Linked DNA regions of Zea mays: all the other regions are linked to region 1. The links are chromatin contacts, called in public Hi-C maps. All regions are on one chromosome and are shown on one strand. The core of a region is the stretch at or near the end of the contact, and the rest is flanking DNA. Distances in the headings are between cores, read along the strand shown. Region 1 holds the start of LOC100283201. Region 2 holds the start of LOC100272682. Region 3 holds the start of LOC103651137 (G-type lectin S-receptor-like serine/threonine-protein kinase At4g27290).

Region 1 (3,625 bases), core at 694-3,193:
ATTGTTTAATAACTGACAACTGATAAATTAATACTTTTGTTTTACAGAATCAAACAAGAACCACTACACATCATAGACTCTACAAGCCAAAAAGGCCACCAAGAATGATGCATGCGACCACAAGAAAACCACGTTTTCAGCACTTATCTGCAGTGTCCCATCTTTTTCTATCAATCTTAAACATATGTACATAACCCCTCAACCACGCTACTCAACTATACAGGCAACTGAAGCACTACAACTTTGTTTATTTTGGATAAGGCCCGTTAAATATGGCATAAAACTACGGAAGATCATCATTTTATAACTTGATATAGTATATGCATAAACAGTTGCCCTTCAGATCATGATATCTACTACCTAAAAAGTGAATGATGGATGCAATGTTTTGTATGATAAACAGTTTCGAAATAGTTTTAGGATTTATACAAGTGTTTTATTACCGTAACAAAGAATTATTAATATTGCACCCTACAAACTCTTTTACTTAAATTTATACAAACGTTTAGAAATAACGCGCGCAAGGCGCGCGTTAGCCACTAGTTGATCAAGATGCAACTCTGCCCGACCGACGCGCGGAACTGGTGGCCGCTTGTTGGGTCGTCACGCTGGCGATGTGCTTACCTCATCTGCAAGGCCTGTTCCTTTCTGTGGTCAACTGTAACCGGGGTTGGGGAAGCTGCCATGCCAACGACGACGGCGCCGGTATCAACTACCGGGTGCGACGCCGTTGCCGTGCGCCTGGTTCTCAAGCTGGCACCGGCAGCATGCATTGACTCGATCGTCGGCTAGAGTCCCTTCCTCTGTCTACCTGCACATATACAATTATTATACTATTATCAAATGTTGATTTATTTACCCTCCTGGCGGTGGGATCTGGGATCGATGGATCCACCTTCTTGCATATTACATTCAACCGGGTAGCGATCCTTTGGATTAGATTAGACCGTACCGCAGGAAGTCCGGGACACGGTACGAGACAACGACCCGGAAGACCATCTCGGCCATGGACTCCCTCCCCTATCTGCAGACTTATACGTACAAATGAAAGAAGCCAGCTGCGGCTGCGGAGGACGGAGGTACAGGACAATCAAACTACCTGCAGAGTCGTCATGCATTGCTGTCCCATACGCACGCACGCACGCCACATGCGCGTCAAACAGAGGCTTGCGTATTGGGATCATACCAATACATACACATATAGGACAGGTCCAGCCTCCAGCGAAATGGCAGCCAGCTAACAGCATCCACTGTGTGCCAAATCTTTTTGACTTAAATTCATAACAGGGGTAGGTGTGTGTAATAAAGGAGTAAAGGATGATTCAGCGCCAGCCGTTCATCCATGTGCACATTGTTCTTCTATCTCTTTTATATATATATATATATATATATATATATATATATATATTGATTTATTGGTTACTCAAGGCCCAGATTAAAAAGAGCTGTCCGGATGCGCTCAGTTTCACAGTCTAATTTAGAATTTATACAGTATAGCTATGAACTAAAATCCTCGTTGTCAGTTACGTAGTGCGAGGCTCCTGCGTCAAAATTGTGCTGTAACTATTTTTAAACCCCGAGGACCCTGTACCAATGTTTACGAGATCTGGGAAATCGTTTCCCCTAAAACCGTCAGTCAGAACTCAACCCCACTGACGTGAACTTTGGTCTGTTTTGCTTGCGTGTCCTCCGTCTCCGTGAGATACATCCGGCGTTTCGAGTCCAACCGTCGCACCAGCCGGTTCATATATGTACTACGACAAAAAAAGTTGTAGGAAAAGACCGTCCGAGAGAGTCGACACGGAAAAACAGCCAAAGCGAAGCGTTTGAATGAGCCTTGGCGTCGAATCGAATCGAAGAGAGAAAGCCAGGTGCTGCGGCTGCGATACACGGAAATCACACCCCTGCCTATAAATACTCTCTCCACTTACCGGAAACTGACACCACCACCACCAAGCCAGCAGGTGCTGCGATACATTGCACACAACAACAACCCCAGCTCTGCCCCAGCCCGCCCACAGGAGTTCCCGCATCTCCCTCTGGTCTGGTCACAGGAGTTCCGAGACCTCTCCAATGGCGGTTAAGATCTACGTTGTGTAAGCATCGCCACCACCCCTTCTTAGTTTTTTTTTGGAATTCATGGTTATTCCCTTGGTTTCCGTCGCCCGCTCCTTAAAATCCCCCCCCCCCCCCCCCCCCCCCCCCCCCCCCTCTTTTTTTGTATATATAAGTTAGACAAAGACATCCTGATTTCAGGTTCTAATTTCCTCTTCCCGATTGTATATCCGTGCCTTTAAGACCTGTCCAGTGCCGCTCACGGTGTTATTCTTGATTGCTAGGGTTTAGATTGTGATCGACTCACATAAGATTAGTCTTACGGGAAGAATTCTCGAGATGAACCGTCGATTTTAGGAACTCAGATGTAGGATGCCTCCAGTTCCTACTTCCGTTCCGACCCATTTCTACTATTGTTGGTGAAGAAACGAGTGGGTGGGATGTGCTGCACTTGTAGTGCTCCGTGCTTCTTTTCATATGCAGGACACATGGTCTCGATCAATCATGACGGTGGGTTTGTGTCCTTGACGGAATTGATGCCTACTTAATGGGACCAAATAGTGGTGGGCTCCGGCGCTAGTCGTGCCCACCCTTTCTTATGCTTTTCTATATGCACATCTGTGCACCGGAGGTCCAATTTTGCCAGCCTTGCTGACTGGCCGGCAAAAGAAATTAGTGCCACTATTGTTTTAGCCCGTCAAGTTCATAACTGTGGTTAGATTATTGAAAAGAAGGTGCTTGCTTCCAGACCAAATATGCTCTTCGTCATATTATTCTATTAAAGATGCCTAGCTGTCAATTTTTCTATTCTGTTTTCAAAAGATCGACATCGATGTATAGCTAGTTATGTTTATATGCTACTAATTGGACTACTCAAAGTTTAATAACCGCTTAGCACATCCACTTGCCTGTATCATATTGATCTGGAAGTGAACATTGTAGATGAAACCCTGGACGGTGGCAGCCAAAATATATAAATATAATGCTTTGTTCCCCTTTTCTGACACCAAAACGGAAATTCTAACCTTACCTTCAGATGAGAGTTTCTATGTTCTAACCTATAAGCACAAAAATGTTGTGAGGATATTTGGATGTTTCCTCCATTGCATGTATTTGCGACCTTTTATAACAAATCAAATGGAATGACTCTGCCTTTCTTTTTAAAAAATACGTGATTCATTTGGATACGCCCTTTTCTTTTGACATGGTGGATGCCCCCCTTTTGTGATGTGGGTTCCCTACCCAAAAAAAAAAAACGCTTTTTACCGTTAAATGGCTCATTCATATGTGCAAGTCATGCTTCAGATCTTTTTTCTCTCCACATCTCTAGCCAGCTAAGCGATTCTTTATGAGGATAAAAACTATTGGCTCAAACTCTCTGTATGAAACACGTTCCGGGAAAAATGGCCCATAATATGGCAAAATGAAAAGGCCATCATATAGACTTTTGTTATATTTTCCTTTACATAGAGTTGCTGACCAGTTCCTGCTGTAGCTGTACAGTGAACTTTAACACGAATAGTACAAACAAATTTAACATTTGTGAGCATCTAATTAAGTGTTGACTTGA
Region 2 (3,625 bases), core at 406-2,905, 250 kb before region 1:
TCAACCCTTAGGGTCGCTCGCTTCCCTCACCCGCGTGGACGCTTGTAACCCCCCTACTGCAAGCGCACCCGACCTGGGCGCGGGACGAACACGAAGGCCGCGGGATCTCCACCTCTCTCACGCCCGTCTCCGGCCACCTCGCTTCTCCCCCCTTCGCGCTCGCCCACGCGCTCGACCCATCTGGGCTGGGGCACGCGGCACACTCACTCGTCGGCTCGGGGACCCCCGGTCTCGAAACGCCGACAACCGGATTACACCGTCCGACCTGAGCTTCCTCTAGTTATTGGAAGTTCAGAGCTTTTAATATATAAACTATATATAAATATCCATATATAAACATAAACATATAAATACACATATATCCTATGCGGGTACGCGAGTTCGTGGCTATGGGCACAACCTTTTCATACTCGTGAGAAAAATACACGTTGGTTGATAATCAAACTCGTCTCCGTACCCACAAATATAAATTTACACCCAAACCCGTATCCTATAGATTTTTACCCGTGGGCATGCAACTTGTTGCCATTCCTAACGGTAAGCTATTGTAAGGGCTGATTTGGGAACCCCAATTTATCAAGAGTTTTTCATTTTCCTATGAAAAATTAGTTCATTTTTCTTTGGAAAATTGAAAATCCCATAAAAATAAGGTTGCCAAACTAGCCCTAATAGGTATAAATACCCTACCTTTACTTGGAGAAGAATCTATGCTAGAATTAACAGAAATCCCAACTCGAACTCACCTGGAACTTACCTGCTGTTCGTAGCTCGTTCTGATCTCATCGAAGTTCATCTGATTTGCGGCTCACGTCGAGGAGGCAAGCGCTCCTTCGGCCTAGGGTTGTGACACTTGGCTAACCCCACACCTGTCCTGGCTGGCCCGTTGGTCGCTCGAAAAGGAGAAAAGCACGAAAAGAAGGAAGCTAAGAGGAAAGAAAGATAAAATGAAGAGCTGACCATAGAACCTATATAAAAATTAGATGGAGATGAAGATAGAATTGTCTACATAATGTAATAAATCTTAACACTATCCACTAGTGGAGCTATTTCTACAGTAGACTGAAATAAATCATAGATCTATATATACTTGAATTTACTTTTTTGAATTCACGAAGTTATTTCAAACATGGTATTGATAGGATAAGTAGGCTATGGTATTAGACTATCCCCACTAACTTATCCATCTTTTTCATCATATTCAAATATTATTCTACAAACATTGCAGTCTACAAAACAAAACAATATGAAACACTATTTTAAGTAGCTATATGAGTAAACTATTAAACTCAAAATAAAACAATATGAAACAATATTTTAAGTAGCTATATGAGTAAACCGTTAAACACAATTTTATTGACACTAGGGACATAAATAATATAAATATTATCCGTCTATGTTCGATATTTACTATCTTTATTTGTATTTGATATATCTGTACCGTCTAAGTCGATTACAATACATATTTAAATTTTATCCGATACAATTCGATAATGTTGGTACTCAATCTGAATGCGAAGAGAAGATATGAAATAAGTATGGAATGCGTATCCGATCCTCCGACTAACCCTGGCGCATAGTTGGTGACGGTCTTATGACACGGATGGTCGGATGGACACGGATGTTGCCTAGCTAGACTTTCGCTGCGAACAGAGGACGAGGGTCTTCGCCCTAGTCGCCTGTGCGCAGCGGGCCTAGAGGCAGCGACTGAGATATCCATTCCACTCCCGTCAATAATTCGTCATGACCACTGACCAGGTTGCCTTCACGGAGCCGAGGTAGAAGTCTTCTCTCGTGATTTCTTTTTGCGAGGGTTTCAAGATGCGTTCTAGTGAAGTTAGTACTATATTACAACTTTGTTAGACGATTCGAGTTTACTTTAAACTGGATTTTTGCAATTAAAAAAATGTTGGTATGGCATTCTATCCGCGTTTATACCGTTACTGCAATCAGAGTACCAATTTTTTTTTTTGTACTTCCCGGTTGTAGCTCATCTATGACGTTACTGAAATTGAAACTTGAACGGGGATGGGGATCCAAGGAAGAAGATGACGGATCGTGCAAATAAGGAGCCGCTATGCCCGCGGAAGAGGAAGAAGCGAATAAGCGATATATCTGCTTCCAAAAGGCTAGAAGCTGGAATTCCATTCAGACACATGTCACAAGCAACATGATTTGGACATTTCAACGAACACGTCGTTGGACGTAGCAGCAGCAGCAGGTAGTTGACTACTAGACTTAATAATTGCTACCACATGCATCCTTTCACATAGCAGGAATTAATAAAAAAACACCGCTACTTTTGTTCTTAGGGGGTGTTTGGTTTCTAGGGACTAATGTTTAGTCCCTAGATTTTATTCCATTTTAGTTCCAAAATTACCAAATATAGAAACTAAAATTTTATTTTAGTTTCTATATTTAGCGATTTATACACTAAAAAGGAATAAAATGAAGGGACTAAACATTAGTCCCTAGAAACCAAACACCCCCTTATAAAATCTATGTAACATACTCAATTTGTTTGCCTGGAATCTAGACTTGCATGGTGTCCGTTAGATGTTTTGATCCCCTCTACACTTCTTTCTCTTTAAGCGTTTTTAGTGTTGATTATTATCTGGTCAAAGTCAAGCAGATAGAAAAAGTGGAGTATGATTGCAATAACTGAGAGATAGTCAGTTCCCTGTCAAACTATCATTCTCAAGTGGACGAGCTGGTTGCCAATCAGTGCTTAGAGTTTAGTATCCATTAGAGACGCCAATGTTGACCGACGACTAGAAAATTGACCTCATAGTTCTATCATGGAACTTCTAAAACTCATAACTCTGAATGTTCATCCCAAAAGTTTTACCCGCTGGCACTCCCCACCACGCATTCTCTCTCCCCACCCCCAACGCAGCGATTGCAGGAACCATTTCACTTATCTGGGAGAATTCAGAGAGGTACATTTCACTTATTTGGGAGAATTCAGAGAGGTACGGAGAAATTCAATCCCTTTCCTCATGATTATGTCAGTGCATTTCTCTCTTGCTGCTTTGATTTGATTAGCCTAGTTTGGTAATCGGAGTAAAGCAGATAGCCATGTTTGGGAAAATAAGTTTCTGCAGAGAGTGCACCCTTGTTAATTTGTTGATCCTGTCTGTAATAGCATCAAGATGCTTGTCAGCTCCCACAGAAAGATTAGGCAGTATTTTTCAGAACCAATCAATTTTAGATGGGCAGACACTAGTGTCCATGAGCAGAATTTTCGTGCTCGGTTTCTTTAGCCCTGGAGCTTCGAGCAAGCGATATGTTGGTATATGGCACAACGATGTTTCAGAAAGAAGAGTTGTATGGGTTGCCAACAGGAACGATCCATTACAAGATACTTCTGGCATACTTAAGTTTGATAACAGTAGCAATCTGATCGTTTTAGATGGGAGGGGCAACTCATTCACAGTGGCTTATGGACGGGGAGTGCAAGATGTGGAGGCTGCAATGCTGGATAACGGCAATTTCATCTTAAGGAGCATCACGAACCAAGCTAAGATCATATGGCAGAGCTTTGACTCTCCTACTGATACATGGTTCCCTGGAATTAATATTACACTTGGTGCTAAATTGCTGACTTCATGGAAGAGCTATGATGACC
Region 3 (3,625 bases), core at 468-2,967, 230 kb before region 1:
GGATCGGCCCTCCATGACTGAGGTCATTTCAATGATTACCAACGGAAGTGCCACGTTACCAGACCCAAAGCAGCCCGGTTTCCTCTCCATGTTGGTCCCAAACGAAACCGATGTCGCTGAAGAAACATGCTCCCTGAATGGTCTCTCAGTCACCATCCTTGACGGAAGATAGCACTAGTTCAAATCGCCGCCTTTCTTTGCTTGGTCCATGCATGCGCGTTACCATTGCATCACTTTGCATGGTATTTCCCAAAAGTTATATTACGGGAGCCTGAAAGTTTTGTTCTCATGCATCCAGGCTAATGGTATATAAGCATCGCCGCATCATTGAGTCCTTGTCCTTAGAGGAACGTATGGTTGTTGATGGTGCCAACCTGGCATTATGACTTTCTGATTTCATCACATATTTTCATCCAGGCTATATATATGCTCGCTTTTATTCTGTTCGGTCAAGATTCAACACGAGGATTTAAACGACAATGCAAATGAACTGGCATAAACATTTCATCGGTGGGGATTGCTTTCTCTCTTTTCCTCTCTCTATCTACATGATGGAGACAATGTCAGTCGCTGCATAGTCGCGGCATGTTCTTATGCATGGCTCGTTCATCATGACTTTTGATTGGTTTGGCGAGCTCAGGCTGGCACACAGTTGTAAAAAAAAGTAAGCGTTCTGATGTGTGACAGTTGCCCAAATCAATCTTTGTCCGTTGCGTGACAACGATGGTGAGATCTTAATCAGTTCCTGATTGGCTTTGACTTAGGCTGCATTTCGATTTACAGTATGGCGATGGCACATGGTATGGATAATTATCTAAGAGACTAGTTAAATGGCTCGTTAAGCTAAATTTTAGCTACTCAACGGCAAAATAACTCTACAACAGATTAGTCATCTGATTCTCCAAATTGACTTCCTCATTGACTAAACTTGGCTAGCCACTCTCACTATCCTAACTAGATAAATAGTTGGTTGGAGTGAGATGCTAAATATAGAGTGTAATCTTTATAAAAAGATAAATAAATGTCACATTCGAATCAAGGGCAAATTTAGATATAGAGGTTATGTATAAAATAATTAAATAAATTATATCATATAACGACAACTATTATTCCCAACCATAATTTACTAGGAGACAATAATGTCAATCGCGGCAAGTTCATATGCATGGCTCGTTCATTTTGACTTTTGATTGGTTTGGCAAGCTCAGGCTGGCACACAATTGTAAAAAAAGTAAGCATTCTGATGTGTGCCAGTTGCCTAAATCAATCTTTGTCCGTTACGTGACAAGGATGGTGAGATCTTGATCAGTTCCTGATTGACTTTGATTTAGGCTGCATTTCAATTTACAATATGGCGATGCCATGGTACGGATAAGACCGTGCATTTCAATTTACAATATGGCCTTACCAATTCAGAGTATGGTTATTGAACAAGTTAACAGCTTTGCATCCCTATTTCCAGCCGAGCGAGACCCAAACACCCATTTTTATTCAGGTTTGTCGTGTCGAATACTCGTAGTATTCTTCACGGGGTCACGCCAAAATATGATATGCCTAGTTGCACTTGCATCCAGTTGGAGGTAGGAAACCGAGAGCATCTGAGCAATCTGATGACCTGCAGGCAACAGCTAGCTCTCCCGGAGCGCGAACGCGAGCCGTTGACCAATCTTTATTTGCGGTCGCTGCTCTATATGCAGGATGCGGCCGGCGACGACGTGGCTCTGTGGGCATAATAATTAACAAATGCGCGGACACCCTCTCCCTCGCCCTCTTACACCGCCGCCGCCGCCACCGCCGTGGGTGGCGGGCATTTCCTGCAGCTGATTGTTGTTGGCATGTTGGCAAAAGTGGACAGCCACCACCACCCCGACCGTGCAGGCGGTCTCGCAAGGCATAAGGCCATGCCGCCGCCATGTCGTGAGAGGACAAGGTCAACGGCTGGTTTTTAGCGCGCTTCCAGTTCGGTAGAGGGGACCATGAGGGCGCGCACGCTCTCCCTCCTCCTTCATCTGCTCGCCGCCGCCGCCAGTTCCTTCACTCCCTCGGCATCCACCGACACAATTTACCGGAACACGACCCTCACCGGCAACCAGACGCTCGTCTCGGCCGGCGGCATCTACGCGCTGGGCTTCTTCAGCCCGGCCGGCGCCGACGGCAGGACGTACCTCGGGATCTGGTACGCCAGCATCCCGGGCCCGACGACCGTGGTGTGGGTCGCCAACCGCAGGGACCCGGTGGCCAACGCCCCGGCCGCTCTCCAGCTCTCGGCCGGCGGCCGGCTCGTCATCCTCGACGGCAACAACGACACCGTGTGGTCCACCGCGGCGCCCACCGTCGGGAACGTCACCGCCGCGCAGCTCCTGGACAGCGGCAACCTGGTGCTCAGCGCCGATGGCGGCGGGCAGAGCGTGGCGTGGCAGAGCTTCGACTACCCGACGGACACGCTGCTCCCGGGCATGAAGCTCGGGGTGGACATCAGGGCCGGCATCACCCGGAACATCACGGCGTGGCGCAGCCCGTCCGACCCGTCGCCGGGAGACGTCACGTTCAAGCTGGTCATCGGCGGGCTGCCCCAGTTCTTCCTCCTCCGGGGCGCCACGAGGGTGTACACGAGCGGGCCGTGGAACGGCGAAATACTCACCGGCGTGCCGTACCTCAAGGCGCAGGCCTTCACCTTCGAGGTGGTGTACAGCCCCGACGAGACGTACTACAGCTACTTCATCCGCGAGCCGTCCCTGCTGTCGCGGCTGGTCGTGGACGGCGCGGCCACGCAGCTGAAGCGCTTCTCGCTCAACAACGGCGCGTGGAACAGCTTCTGGTACTACCCGACCGACCAGTGCGACTACTACGCCAAGTGCGGGCCGTTCGGGTTCTGCGACACCGACCGCTCCCCGCCGTGTAGCTGCCTGCCGGGGTTCGTGCCGCGCTCGCCGGACCAGTGGGGCCGGAGGGAGTGGTCGGGCGGCTGTGTCAGGAGCACGAGCCTCAGCTGCGACGGCGGCGACGGCTTCTGGGTCGTGAACCGGATGAAGCTGCCGCAGGCCACGGACGCCACGGTGTACGCCGGCATGACGCTGGACCAGTGCAGGCAGGCGTGCCTCGGCAACTGCAGCTGCGGGGCGTACGCCGCCGCGAACAACAGCGGCGGGATCGGCGTCGGATGCGTCATCTGGACCGTCGACCTGCTGGACATGCGGCAGTACCCGATCGTCGTTCAGGACGTGTACATACGGCTCGCGCAGTCCGAGATTGACGCCCTCAAAGCTGCAGCGACAGGTTCCGAGTTTGGACGAAAACTTGCAGTTGAAAGTCTTCCACGAAATTTTCTATTTTCATCTCGTGTTCTTGATTACAGGAGACCACCAGCATTTACACAAGAGCAAGCTGATCGTCGTCATTGTCGCCACTATTTCCGCTGTACTTTTTCTGCTAGCGGCTGCTGGGTGCTGCTTTTTCTGGACGAAGAAGAAGAAGGCGAGCAAGAAAGGTGAAGGTGAGGACATGACCTCCTTGCCTCCGAGTACTGCAGATTTCGCGCTCCCGTACAGGGTGAGGAGCCAGCCTTCGTTGAGCCCAGTACGGGATCACAAACAGCTTCTTGACGCCTCGGAGGAAACAAGATACG

What was found. Hi-C and Micro-C count contacts between places; a contact is called where the count stands out from the background.
Region 2: a contact with region 1 is called in a Hi-C map of bundle sheath, with 1.8 times the contacts expected there. The contact joins the promoter of LOC100272682 here to the promoter of LOC100283201 in region 1. A contact is called at or near these places in 2 of 25 Hi-C or Micro-C datasets (bundle sheath and leaf).
Region 3: a Hi-C map of tassel shows a contact between it and region 1, with 2.9 times the contacts expected there. The contact joins the promoter of LOC103651137 here to the promoter of LOC100283201 in region 1. A contact is called at or near these places in 4 of 25 Hi-C or Micro-C datasets (ear, leaf and tassel).

The regions. Positions count from the first base shown.
Region 1 is chr3:195,398,305-195,401,929 of Zm-B73-REFERENCE-NAM-5.0, reverse strand. LOC100283201 reads left to right here and starts at 1,943. Exons shown (of 4, transcript NM_001156103.3): 1 at 1,943-2,096. The coding sequence starts at 2,074.
Region 2 is chr3:195,646,933-195,650,557 of Zm-B73-REFERENCE-NAM-5.0, reverse strand. It overlaps LOC100272682, which reads left to right and starts at 1,655. Exons shown (of 7, transcript NM_001147138.1): 1 at 1,655-1,775; 2 at 1,987-2,218.
Region 3 is chr3:195,627,132-195,630,756 of Zm-B73-REFERENCE-NAM-5.0, reverse strand. It overlaps LOC103651137 (G-type lectin S-receptor-like serine/threonine-protein kinase At4g27290), which reads left to right and starts at 1,717. Exons shown (of 7, transcript XM_020550443.1): 1 at 1,717-3,276; 2 at 3,356-3,625. The coding sequence starts at 1,977. It overlaps LOC100272682, which reads left to right. Exons shown (of 7, transcript NM_001147138.1): 7 at 1-509. The coding sequence ends at 172.